Regions from separate parts of the Callithrix jacchus genome. Here region 1 is linked to region 2. Evidence: chromatin contacts called from public Hi-C data. All regions are on one chromosome and are shown on one strand. The core of a region is the stretch at or near the end of the contact, and the rest is flanking DNA. Distances in the headings are between cores, read along the strand shown. Region 1 holds the start of EP300 (EP300 lysine acetyltransferase). Region 2 holds the start of RBX1 (ring-box 1).

Region 1 (5,639 bases), core at 2,708-5,207, 130 kb after region 2:
GCCAGGATGGGCTCAATCTCTTGACCTCGTGATCTGCCCGCCTCGGCCTCCCAAAGTGCTGGGATTACAGGTGTGAGTCACCATGACTGGCCTCAATTCTGCTGTTCTGAAGCCATCTTAAGCATCACTTTGATTGCCTTTGTGTGACCCTTATTTTCTTGCCATCAGCCACTCCCAACCTGGCCAACTTCAGGTTCCAGGTTCTGGGGAAAGACCAGAGGAACACATCTCAGGGAGATGCACCAAGTATCAGAGTTCTCCATTTATAGCAGAGCCAGGGGTTGTGGTCTCTGATTTCTTTTGGTTGAGTCTTCTATGGGATGCTCCTCATATCTCCTTCAATCTGCTTCTTATGTCTAGTTCTACAGTATTTTCGGCCAGGTGGGCAAGGTATCTTTGAATGCTGCTTTGATGGAACCTGGCTCCTCTCTATAACTAGGCAAATCTTTTCCCTAAAGTCATAAAAAAGAAAAGAAAAGAAAAGAAAGAGCCAGGCACAGTGGCTCACACCTGTAATCCCAGCATTTTGGGAGGCTGAGGTGGATGATCGCGAGGTCAGGAGTTTGAGACAAGTCTGGCCAACATGGTGAAACCCTGTCTCTACTAAAGATACAAAAAATTAGCCAGGCATGTTGGTGCACACCTGTAATCTCAGTTACTCAGGAGGCTGAACCCGGGAGTTGGAGGTTTCAGTGAGCAGAGATCAAGCCATTGCACTCCAGCCTCGGTGACAGGGCAAGACTCCATTTAAACAAACAAACAAAAAAGGCCAGGCTCAGTGGCTCACGTCTGTAATCCCAGTTACTAGGGAGGCTGAGGCAGGAAAATCACTTGAACCTGGGAGGCAGAGGCTGCAGTGAGCCAAAATCACACCACTGCACTCCAGCCTGGGCAACAGAGTGAGACTCTGTCTCACAAGAAGAAGAAAAAAAACTCTGTAAAAGAAAAAAAAAAAAGCTGGGGCCAGGTGCAGTGGCTCACCCCTGTAATCCCAGCTCTTTGGGAGGCCTAGACAAGTATATCATCTGAGATGAAGAGTTCGAGACCAGCCTGGACAACATGGTGAAACCCCATCTTTACTAAAAATACAAAAAATTAGCTGGGTGTGGTGGTACATGCCTGTAATCCCAGCTAATAGTGAGGCTGAGGCAGAAGAATCACTTGAAGCCAGGAGGCAGAGGTCACAGCAAGCCAAGATTGTACCACTGAACTCTAGCCCAGGTGACAGAGCAAGACTCCATCACACACACACACACACACAAACACACACCAAAAAAACTGGGCAAGCAATCTCCCACCAGGAAATTACAGAGCAAGTTTCCAGGTGTCCTCCACATTTCTCATTTCTCTCATTTGGTTTTTAAAATATTTATTTATTTAAAAAGACAGGATCTCTCATTCTATTGCCCAAGCTGGAGTGCAGTGGCATAATCACAGCTCACTGCAGCCTTGAATTCCCAGGCTATAGTGATTCTCCCATTTCAGTAACTGGAGTAGCTGAGACTACAGGTGCTAGGTACACCACCGTGCCTATTTTTCTTTTTACTTTTGTAGAGATGGGGACTAAGTGGGGGTTCTCTTTGTGTTTCCTAGGCTGGTCTTAAACTCCTGGGCTCAAGGCATCCTCCCACCCCCATCTCCTAAAGCATTGGGATTACAGGTATGAGACACTGTGCCCCGCCAACATTTCTTTCATTTGTACTCCTTAGTCTGAATGTGGGTATAAACTATTAAAAATAACAAAATTTAGTTCTTGGAACAAAAGAAAATAAAAAAATAAAAATAATAAAATTATCTCTGAAGGCCAATCTTGATCTTACTCCCACACATTGAATTCTTCCTGTAACAACTTTAAGATAAAAAGTTCTGTCTTTTTCAATTTGCCTGCTTTTCTACTGCAGTTTGGGTGATCTAGGCCTGAACATCACAGGACAGAATCCATCCCTGTCAGCAACTTGACTTGCTCCATTAGGATCTTCACTCTTAGGTTCTTACTTATTCATCCCATCACTTCTTTTTTCTTATTTTATTTTTATTATTCATCCCACCATTTATTTAGAAAACAGAGAAAAGAAAAAAAAAAGAACAAAACAAACAGAAACAATAACAGAAACCAAAGAAAATCCAACAATTCGCAAATACAAACTACAGAACATGAGATATAAAATAAAAGAAAAAGCTTTTTTTTTTTTCCTTTGGAACAGAGTCTCGCTCTTGTTGCCCAGGCTGGAGTGCAATGGTGCAATCTCGTCTCACTGCAACCTCTGCCTCCCGGGTTCAAGCGATTCTCCTGCCTCAGCCTCCCAAGTAGCTGTGATTACAGGTGTGTACCACCATACCGCCTAATTTTGGTATTTTTAGTAGAAACGGGTTTTCACCATGTTGGCCAGGCTGGTCTCGAACTCCCCCTCCTCAGGCGATCCACCCGCCTCAGCCTTCCAAGGGGTGGGATTGCAGGCGTGAGCCATCGCGAACTTTTTTTTTTTTTTTTTTTTGAGAGGGAGTCTTGCTCTGTCGCTCAGGCTGGAGTGTGTGGCAGTGACAGGATCTCAACTCACTGCAACCTCTGCCATCTGGGTTCAAGCGATTCTCCTGCCTCAGCCTCTGAGTAGCTGGTATTACAGGTGCGTGCCACCACACCAGGCTAATTTTTGTATTTTAGTAGAGGTGGCTTTTCATCATCTTGCCCAGGCTGGTCTTCAAATCCCAACCTCGTGATCCACCTGTCTTGGACTCCTAAAGTTCCTGGGATTACAGGTGTGAGCCACTGAGCCCAGCTTGAGAAAAAGCTTTAAACCATATCAATAGATAATAGTTTGTGAGTTTCTTTGGGGGTCACTTACACCCATACCACCTTCTCCAGTAACAATTTACACAAGGTCAAAACACAGGGTAATGTGTAGAAACCCGAAAGCATGTCTCCGACCTCAGCTGCAAAACTGCTGGGTCCCACACACTGGACTTTCCCCCCGTTACATTTTTGCTTTTTTCCATCCTTACCTTTACCACATTTTTGCTTTTTCCCATAATTACATTAGATAAGGCACTGGCTTGACGTGGTCTTTTATTAATTTGATCTATTGGGAGCAGACGGAAAAAAAAAAGAAAAAAGAAACCTAAAAATGTCTTCAGGTCCCAGGCGTGTTCAGAAAAGAAAGACTTCTGTGGTGAGAGTGCTACCTGGTAGGGGCGTATGGACGGACACACGTGGAGGGCAAGAAATGTTGGGTCTGGTGCCGAAACATCTTCCTTCCCACTGCTGTGATTTTTGTTTTCTGGTCAAAGTAATATATGCTCGTTGTGGAAAAAAAAAAAAAAAGGAAAATTCAGAGGAAATTGAAAACAACTCGTAATCAACGTGCTTTTTGGATGTGAACTACTCCCTTTGGGAAGCCAATGGAGAAGTGAGGATGCACTGGGTATTCGGCAGTGGGTACACCCTGGCTTATGGATTCGACCGGGGTTTGGGGGACCCGCCACTCAAAGGCCAGGAAGCAGGGCCGCCCCACGGGCGCTCCCCTTTGGCCATCTAAGTGGCGACTTGGCGTCTTCCTCGGCGCAGCTCCCGGGCTCAGTCGCCCAGGTTCCCACCGGTCCCCTACAAGAGACCAAAGCCAGGAACCTTCCCTCGTAACTATCGACCGACAGAAAATAGATTGAGTCCGCCCCCACCCCTCCCCCCTTAAAATCCTCTCCCCTCTTAAAAATCCTCCCCTTTAAAGGGAGCCACAGGGTGTCGCCGGGGGAGTTTGCGGAAGCGCTAACCGCGTTGGGGACTAGGGCGGATCCCGTGATTGGAACCGGCCCCGCCCCCGGCGCCACTTCCCCCATTGTGTGAGCGGCTCGGGCCTAGGCCCCGCCTCCCTTCGGAGGCCCGGCCCCTCCCCTTTTTCACCCCCCTCCTTTGGCTCATTTCCGGCCGCCGCCGCTACCGCTAGCCTGTAAGGAGGATTCGGCAGAGGGAAGAAACAACAGCCGCCATCTTGTTTGTGTGCTAGGTTGGGGGGGAGAGAGGCGAGAGGGAGCGGGCGAGAGTGGGCAAGCGGGACGCCGAGCTGAGTGCGAACTGCGGGAGCCAGAGAGTGCGGAGGGGATCCGGGACGGAGAGAGGCGGCTGGGGCCGAGACAGTGGCAGGGGGCCTGGGGCGCACGGGTTGAGGCGACCCCTAGCCCCCTCCCGTCCGCACACACCCCCACCGCGGCCCGGGAGCGGGGCCGGCGTCGACGCCTAGGGGGGACCATTACATAACCCCGCGCCCCGCGGCGCCTTCGCCCGCCGTCGCGGTCGGCCCCGAGCGGAGCCCCGGGGGGGCGGGCTCTCCCAGCACCTGGCCGCCGGCGGAGGGGACCGTAGCGGCGGCCGTATTTATTTATTTTCCGCGCGAGAGGAGGGCGAAGGAGAGAAGCGCGGCGCGAGGAGGGGCCGCCTGCGCCGCCGCCGGAGCGGGGCCTCCTCGGTGGGTTTGGCGTCGGCGCGGGCGGGCGGCGCTGCTCGGCCCGGCCCCCTCGGTCCTCTGGGCCGGCCAGCTCCGCGCCTGGCGTTCTTGCCGCGCCTCCGCCGGCCGCCGTGCGATGTGAGGCGGCGGCGCCAGCCTGGCTCTCGGCTCGGTTGAGCTCTCTGCGGCCATTAGGGGCCGGTGCGGCGGCGGCAGCGGCAGGAGGAGGGTTCGGAGGGTGGGGGCGCAGGCCCGGGAGGGGGCACCGGGAGGAGGTGAGTGTCTCTCGTCGCCTCCTCCTCTCCCCCCTTTTCGCCCCCGCCTCCTTGTGGCGATGAGAAGGAGGAGGACAGCGCCGAGGAGGAAGAGGCTGATGGCGGCGGCGGAGCTCCGAGAGACCTCGGCTGGGCAGGGGCCGGCCGTGGCGGGCCGGGGACTGCGCCTCTAGAGCCGCGAGTTCTCGGGAATTCGCCGCAGCAGACGCGCTCGGTGAATTTGTGCTCCTGTGCCCTCCTCCGGGCTTGGGCCCAGGCCCGGCCCCTAGCACTTGCCCCTACCTTTTCTATCGAGTCCGCATCCCTCTCCAGCCACTGCGACCCGGCGAAGAGAAAAAGGAACTTCCCCCACCCCCTCGGGTGCCGTCGGAGCCCCCCAGCCCACCCCTGGGTGCGGGGCGGGGACCCCGGGCCGAAGAGATTTCCTGAGGATTCTGGTTTTCCTCGCCTGTATCTCCGAAAGAATTAAAAATGGCCGAGAATGTGGTGGAACCGGGGCCGCCTTCAGCCAAGCGGCCTAAACTCTCATCTCCGGCCCTCTCGGCGTCGGCCAGCGATGGCACAGGTTAGTTTCGGCAGCCCCGGCCTTCCACGTTCCTCTTAATCTTTTCTACTCGGTGCTCCTTTATTCCATTTTTTTTTTTTCCTCTCTCCCTGTCCCTTAATTAATTTTAAAGGTATTTGAATGAGCTGATCGAAGACGTCCAGTAGCCCAACCATTTTCTTTGCCTCCTAATACATTGGTTGCAACACTGTGTCATATCGGTGTGTGTTCTGGAATTAGAGCTCGTAAGTGGGTGCTGTATAGAAATGGCCTGTATTGTTGCTCCCGTGCAGTTTAATTTGGGAAATGCCAGTGCATTTATGAGTAAGAGCTTCTATGCAATTTAAGTTTTAATTTTTTTTGTTCTTGGTAAATGAAGAATTT
Region 2 (5,357 bases), core at 1,431-3,930:
CCGTGGCACCATCTCAGCTCACTGCAACCTCTGACTCCCTGATTCAAGTGATTCTCCTACTTCGGCCTCCTGACTAGCTGGGATTACAGGCATGCGCCACCATGCCTAGCTAATTTTTGTGTTTTTAGTAAAGACAGGGTTTCACCATGTTGGCCAGGCTGGGCTCGAACTCCTGAGCTCATGATCCATCCGCTTCCACCTCCCAAAGTGCTGGGATTACAGGCATGAGCCACTGTGCCCGGTCTACCTGAGACTTTTTTTTTTTTTTGAGAGGGAGTCTCGCTCTGTCACCCAGGCTGGAGTGCAGTGGCACAATCTTGGCTCACTGCAACCTTCACCTCCTGGGTTCAAGCAATTCTCCTGCCTCAGCCTCCTGAGTACCTGGGATTACAGGCACGCACCACCACACCTGGCTAATTTTTGTATTTTTGGTAGACCCAGAGTTTCGCCATGTTGGCCAGGCTGGTCTCAAACTGCTGTATTCAAGTGACCTGCCCACCTTGACCTCCCAAAGTGCTGGAATTATAGGCCTGATCCACCCCACCTAGAGGGTAGCTCAATAGCTGAGACTTTTTTTTTTTTTTTAGATAAACGCTCACTCTTGTCACCTAGGCTAGAGTGCAGTGGAACAATCTAAGCTCATGGCAACCTTCACCTCCCGGGTTCAAGAGATTCCCCTTCCTCAGTGTTCCAAGTAGCTGGGACTACAGGCATTCGCCACCATGCATGCCCGGCTAATTTTTGGTTTTGTATTTTTAGTAGAGACGAGGTTTCACCATGTTGGCCAGGCTGGTGTGGAACTCCTGACATCAGGTGATCTGCTTGCCTTGGCCTCCCAAAGTGCTGGGATTAGAGGCATGAGCCAGCTTGCCCGGCTCTGAGACTTCTTGATGTATTTATGTGTTGACTTGTGTATTGTTCCCTAACTAGGGGTTTATCTGACTCTTACTATGGCTCTCCTGTTTCAAATAGAACCTGGCACATATCAATACTTTTATTGAATGATGGATAAATATGTCTTCAATGCCTTAATTTACAATGTGTTTCTGGTATTCCCATCAGGACCTGTAGGCACACAATACATTAATGACAGATATTTTCACATAAAATCATTAAAACTTGGGCTAAGAAAAACTCTGTAGGCTTCCTATAGCTCTTTAAGGTCTCAAACAATTTTTCAAGTCTGGTTAAAGCTGTGGTGGTGTTTTCCAGGATCTGCTGTTCCTGTTTATGACTAAAAGGGAAACAAATCGCAATTCTTTCACTGTTATTATTATTATTATTTTGAGATGGAGTCTCGCTCTCTCACCAGGCTGGAGTGCACTGGCACTACCTCGGCTCACTGCAACCTCTGCCTCCCGAGTTCAAGCGATTCTCCTGCCTCAGCCTCCTGAGTAGCTGGCACTACAGGCGCATGCCACCACACCTGGCTAATTTTTCTATTTTTTGTAGAGATGGGGTTTTGCCATGTTGGCCAGGCTGGTCTCGAACTCCTGACCTCATGTGATCCATCCACCCGCCTCAGCCTCCCAAAGTGCTGAGATTACAGGCATGTGCCACCATGCCTCTAAGAGTGATCTGGCAGTCACACCTCTGCAAGGTTAGAGATGTCAAAGGGAGTCCTGGTCTAGGCAGAAATGGGAGAGTGACACGAAGTACAGGTGCTTGTGCCGGGCGTGGTGGCGTACTCCTGTGAGTACTCACTGTGGGAGGCCGAAGTGTGAGGATCGCCTGAGACCAAGAGTTCGAGGCCAGCCAGGGCAACATAGTGAGACATTGTCTCCATTAAAAAAAAAAAAAGATCAGAATGCCTCACAAAATTCAAGAAATACAGTGACTTCAAGTGGGTTGGTTTCATTATAGCTCAAGCAGCAGACAGAGGACACGGACCGGGAAGAAATCACCCCACGCAGATGACAACTGAGGAAGGGGGAGTGGGGACTGACACGCTATAGTGAAGCCGGGCACCCCAACCAAAGGCGGTCCTAGGACTGCGACTAGGCGGGCGCAGAGGCCACCCCCCAGGCTTCGCGGGCGGGTGAGGGCAGGGCTGGGGGCCTGCTCAGTCTGGCCTTGAGGAGGGCCTTCTGAGGTCTCCCTTCTTCCCATCGAATCCCCGAGCAGTTCCCAAACAGAAATCGGAGACCAGACGGTGCCTGCGCTCCAGCCCTCTCAGGAGGACTGCACCTCGGGCCTGGCTACGAGGCGGGTCAGAGTCTGCGAAAGACCAGCGAGGGCTCTCGGGTTCTGGGGTAGGCGGCGGGTACCCACCCCCGCGCCTTCCCCAGCCCGCACTGGGAGCTGCGCGGCGACCCGGAGAGCCCGACAAGCCGGGTAGGGCTGCGGCGCAGGTCGTGCTCATGCGGAGGAAACAGCCGCCGCCCCAGCTGACGGAGTGTGGTCGGGGGCTTCCCAGAAGAGGCGGCGAGAGCAAACCCTTTCGAACATTTCCACCAGGCTAGCTCACGTAGCCTCGGCCCCGCCCCAGCCACTCCCGCCACCGCCCCCACCGGCCGACACGACGCGGGTGGGGCAATCTGCGCCAGCCCCTTTAAGAGGCGTGGTGACGTGCTCCGCCCCCACCTGCCTCTCGCGCGCCAATAAGGGGTGGGGTGTGGGAGGAGGTGCCGGGAGGCGGGGGAGTGAGGCGTGCACAGTTGCGCAGGCGCGGTGGTCGGACGACAGATCTTGTATTTCCAAAATGGCGGCAGCGATGGATGTGGATACCCCGAGCGGCACCAACAGCGGCGCGGGCAAGAAGCGCTTTGAAGTGAAAAAGGTTGGGTCTCGCCAGCACCTTCCTCAGGGAAGCTAGAGAGGCGCGGATCTGGCTGGCAGGCCCCAGGATGGTCGAGGCGCGGAGTAAAGGGTTTCATTTCAGGGCGTTCCTGGGACCGGGTACCACGAAAGGAAGCCGGGGGGCGGGTCTTAGAGTTGATCGGCGTGACGGTGGCCCACTGTCAGGGACGTGTTGGTTTCGCTGTGAGGCTGAGGGGCCAATCACGGAGCTGCTTATTGAGATACGCGGGGTTGCGATTTGGCGGCAGGAGCCAAGCGCTTGAGCTGTCACTGGAGTGGTCGAGGTGGGGGAAGGACAGGGTGGGGTAGGGTGGGTGAAATGGGGAGTCGGAGTGACTGCGGCGGTGGAGGATGGGGCAGTGCGGCGAAAGCTGGGAACAATCTGAGGTCGTACTGCATTGGAGGCCTCTGAGGGACCCCGCTGGTGATCTTGCCCCGCCCCTTTTTGAAGCTTGGGGTCCTCTCACTTTGAGGAATCCAGACTTGGTGCTCGCCGAACCGAGGCCTCCATTAACCCCATCTCTGGGCCTCACACCGTCTAAAGAGTCTGGAGTGTAGTGCTTGGCTCTTCTGAGACGTCTGTTGTCTTTTCACATAACCATCTCAGTCCTGGGTTCTCTGTCACGTCCAGAATCTCCCCCTTCCAAAATAAAAATAAAAAGCATGGTGGCATTTGTTAAGAAAATCCGAGCCCAAATCCTGTGGCATTTAGGGAGGGTTGAGTACTAGTCGTGAATGACTTGGTAAGAGTGGAAAAGCAAAAATGGAACGTGTCTTTTTATATGAAATGCCTTTTAGTGGTTTGCCACAGTTTGGGGGACAGTGTCGATTCCCACCTAACATGAAAGCTGTTCAAAATGGAGATTCTGAAATAGGGAAGATATTCCTGGAACATCTGGTTAAACACTGACATATCCCCCCTCCTAGTGCTTTTTGGTGTCTCATTGTGGCCACTGCTGCTCAGTTACAGCCAGCAGCCATATTGAAGAATAATAGAAGAGGGGCTTTTCCTCCAAGTTGAAACTGTGATGTGAAAAGTGGGAAAGAAGTTATAAGGCACTGAGAATGGGGTCTGAAAGTGATGAAGGTTTGGCAGTATTCGTAACTGAGGAAGCCAGAGTGGAATAACTGAAATGCCACTTTTAGTTAAACTCTTACTGGAATTATCTCAATACAAGACATAAAAGTTGGGAACATCTGTTTATTTTATGGTAAGAATCAAACAAAATTCTAGTGAATTCTAGAATTTGTTATAAAGTAATCTTCTAAGATTTAAGTGATGACCTTGGTCTGTGTACTGACACGGGTACTTAATTATCCAGCTTATCCCATGATTATCCATTTTATGGTCCCATGATCATCTTAGTTCATTCTGTTCCCTAGCTTTCACCTCACTGCTCATGCTTCCGGAGCTTCCTGGAAGAGCAGATACTCACTCAGATTTTGAGCTCTTCTGCAACTGCCACAAAAACCTGCACAGTAATTCAAGTTTGTGTTTATTAAGCCTACAACGGGCAGTTAAAAATTGTTCCTAATTTGTTTACATTGATACGGCTGACAATTATTTTATTTCATTTTTTTGAGGCAGAGTCACCCTTTTGCCCAGGCTGGAGTAAAGTGGCACCAATGTCAGCTCATTGCAACCTCTGCCCCCGAGGTTCAAGCAGTTCTGCCTCGGCCTGCCGAGTAGCTGGGATTATAGTCAACTGCCACCATGCCCAGCTAAGTTTTGTATTTTTACTAGAGATGAGGTTTTGCCATGTTGGCCAGGCTTGTCTCAAATTCCTGACCTCAGGTGATCCCCTCGCCTCGGCCTCCCAAAGTGCTAGGATTATAGGTACAAGCCACTGTGCCTGGCCACTAACTAAATTGTTTTATTTTATTTTATTTTGAGATGGAGTTGTGCTGTTGTTACCCAGCTTGGAGTGCAATGGCACGATCTCGGCTCACTGCAACCTCCGCCTTCTGGGTTCAAGCAATTCTGCCTCAGCCTCCCGAGTAGCTGGGACATCAGGTGCGCACTACCGTGCCCAGCTAATTTTTGTATTTTTAGTAGAGACAGGGTTTCACCTCGTTGACCAGGATGGTCTCGATCTCTTGACCTTGTGATCCACCCGCCTCAGCCTCCCAAAGTGCTAGGATTATAGGCGTGCTCCTGGCCAAAGTATTTTAAACTATAAGAAACAAAAGATGACTCATTAATTTCTGTGTTGACATACGCAGCCTTTTGGAGAATGGGAGAACATACGTGTAGTCTACCGTTGTCCTTTGATATAATAAGAATAATGTAATATCCAGAAACTTGTGTTTGGTGGTTCCCCATGGCCGAAGAGGTGGTAACTGCAGCTGCAGCATGAAGTCGTAAAGAGTGTGTGTTACAAGGAGAATGCATTGTTCCCTCTTTTTGTCTTTGCAGTGGAATGCAGTAGCCCTCTGGGCCTGGGATATTGTGGTTGATAACTGTGCCATCTGCAGGAACCACATTATGGATCTTTGTAAGTAATTGGAGGAGGATGGGAGAAAGTTGAGAAGGTTACAGAGATTGTGGCTATCTTGAT

Evidence for each region. Hi-C and Micro-C count contacts between places; a contact is called where the count stands out from the background.
Region 1: a contact with region 2 is called in a Hi-C map of skeletal muscle, with 5 times the contacts expected there. The contact joins the promoter of EP300 here to the promoter of RBX1 in region 2. A contact is called at or near these places in 3 of 3 Hi-C or Micro-C datasets (induced pluripotent stem cells and skeletal muscle).

Annotation. Positions count from the first base shown.
Region 1 is chr1:191,895,697-191,901,335 of calJac240_pri, forward strand. EP300 (EP300 lysine acetyltransferase) reads left to right here and starts at 3,958. Exons shown (of 30, transcript XM_078334916.1): 1 at 3,958-5,276. The coding sequence starts at 5,183.
Region 2 is chr1:191,766,705-191,772,061 of calJac240_pri, forward strand. RBX1 (ring-box 1) reads left to right here and starts at 2,681. Exons shown (of 5, transcript XM_002743801.6): 1 at 2,681-2,779; 2 at 5,216-5,294. The coding sequence starts at 2,702.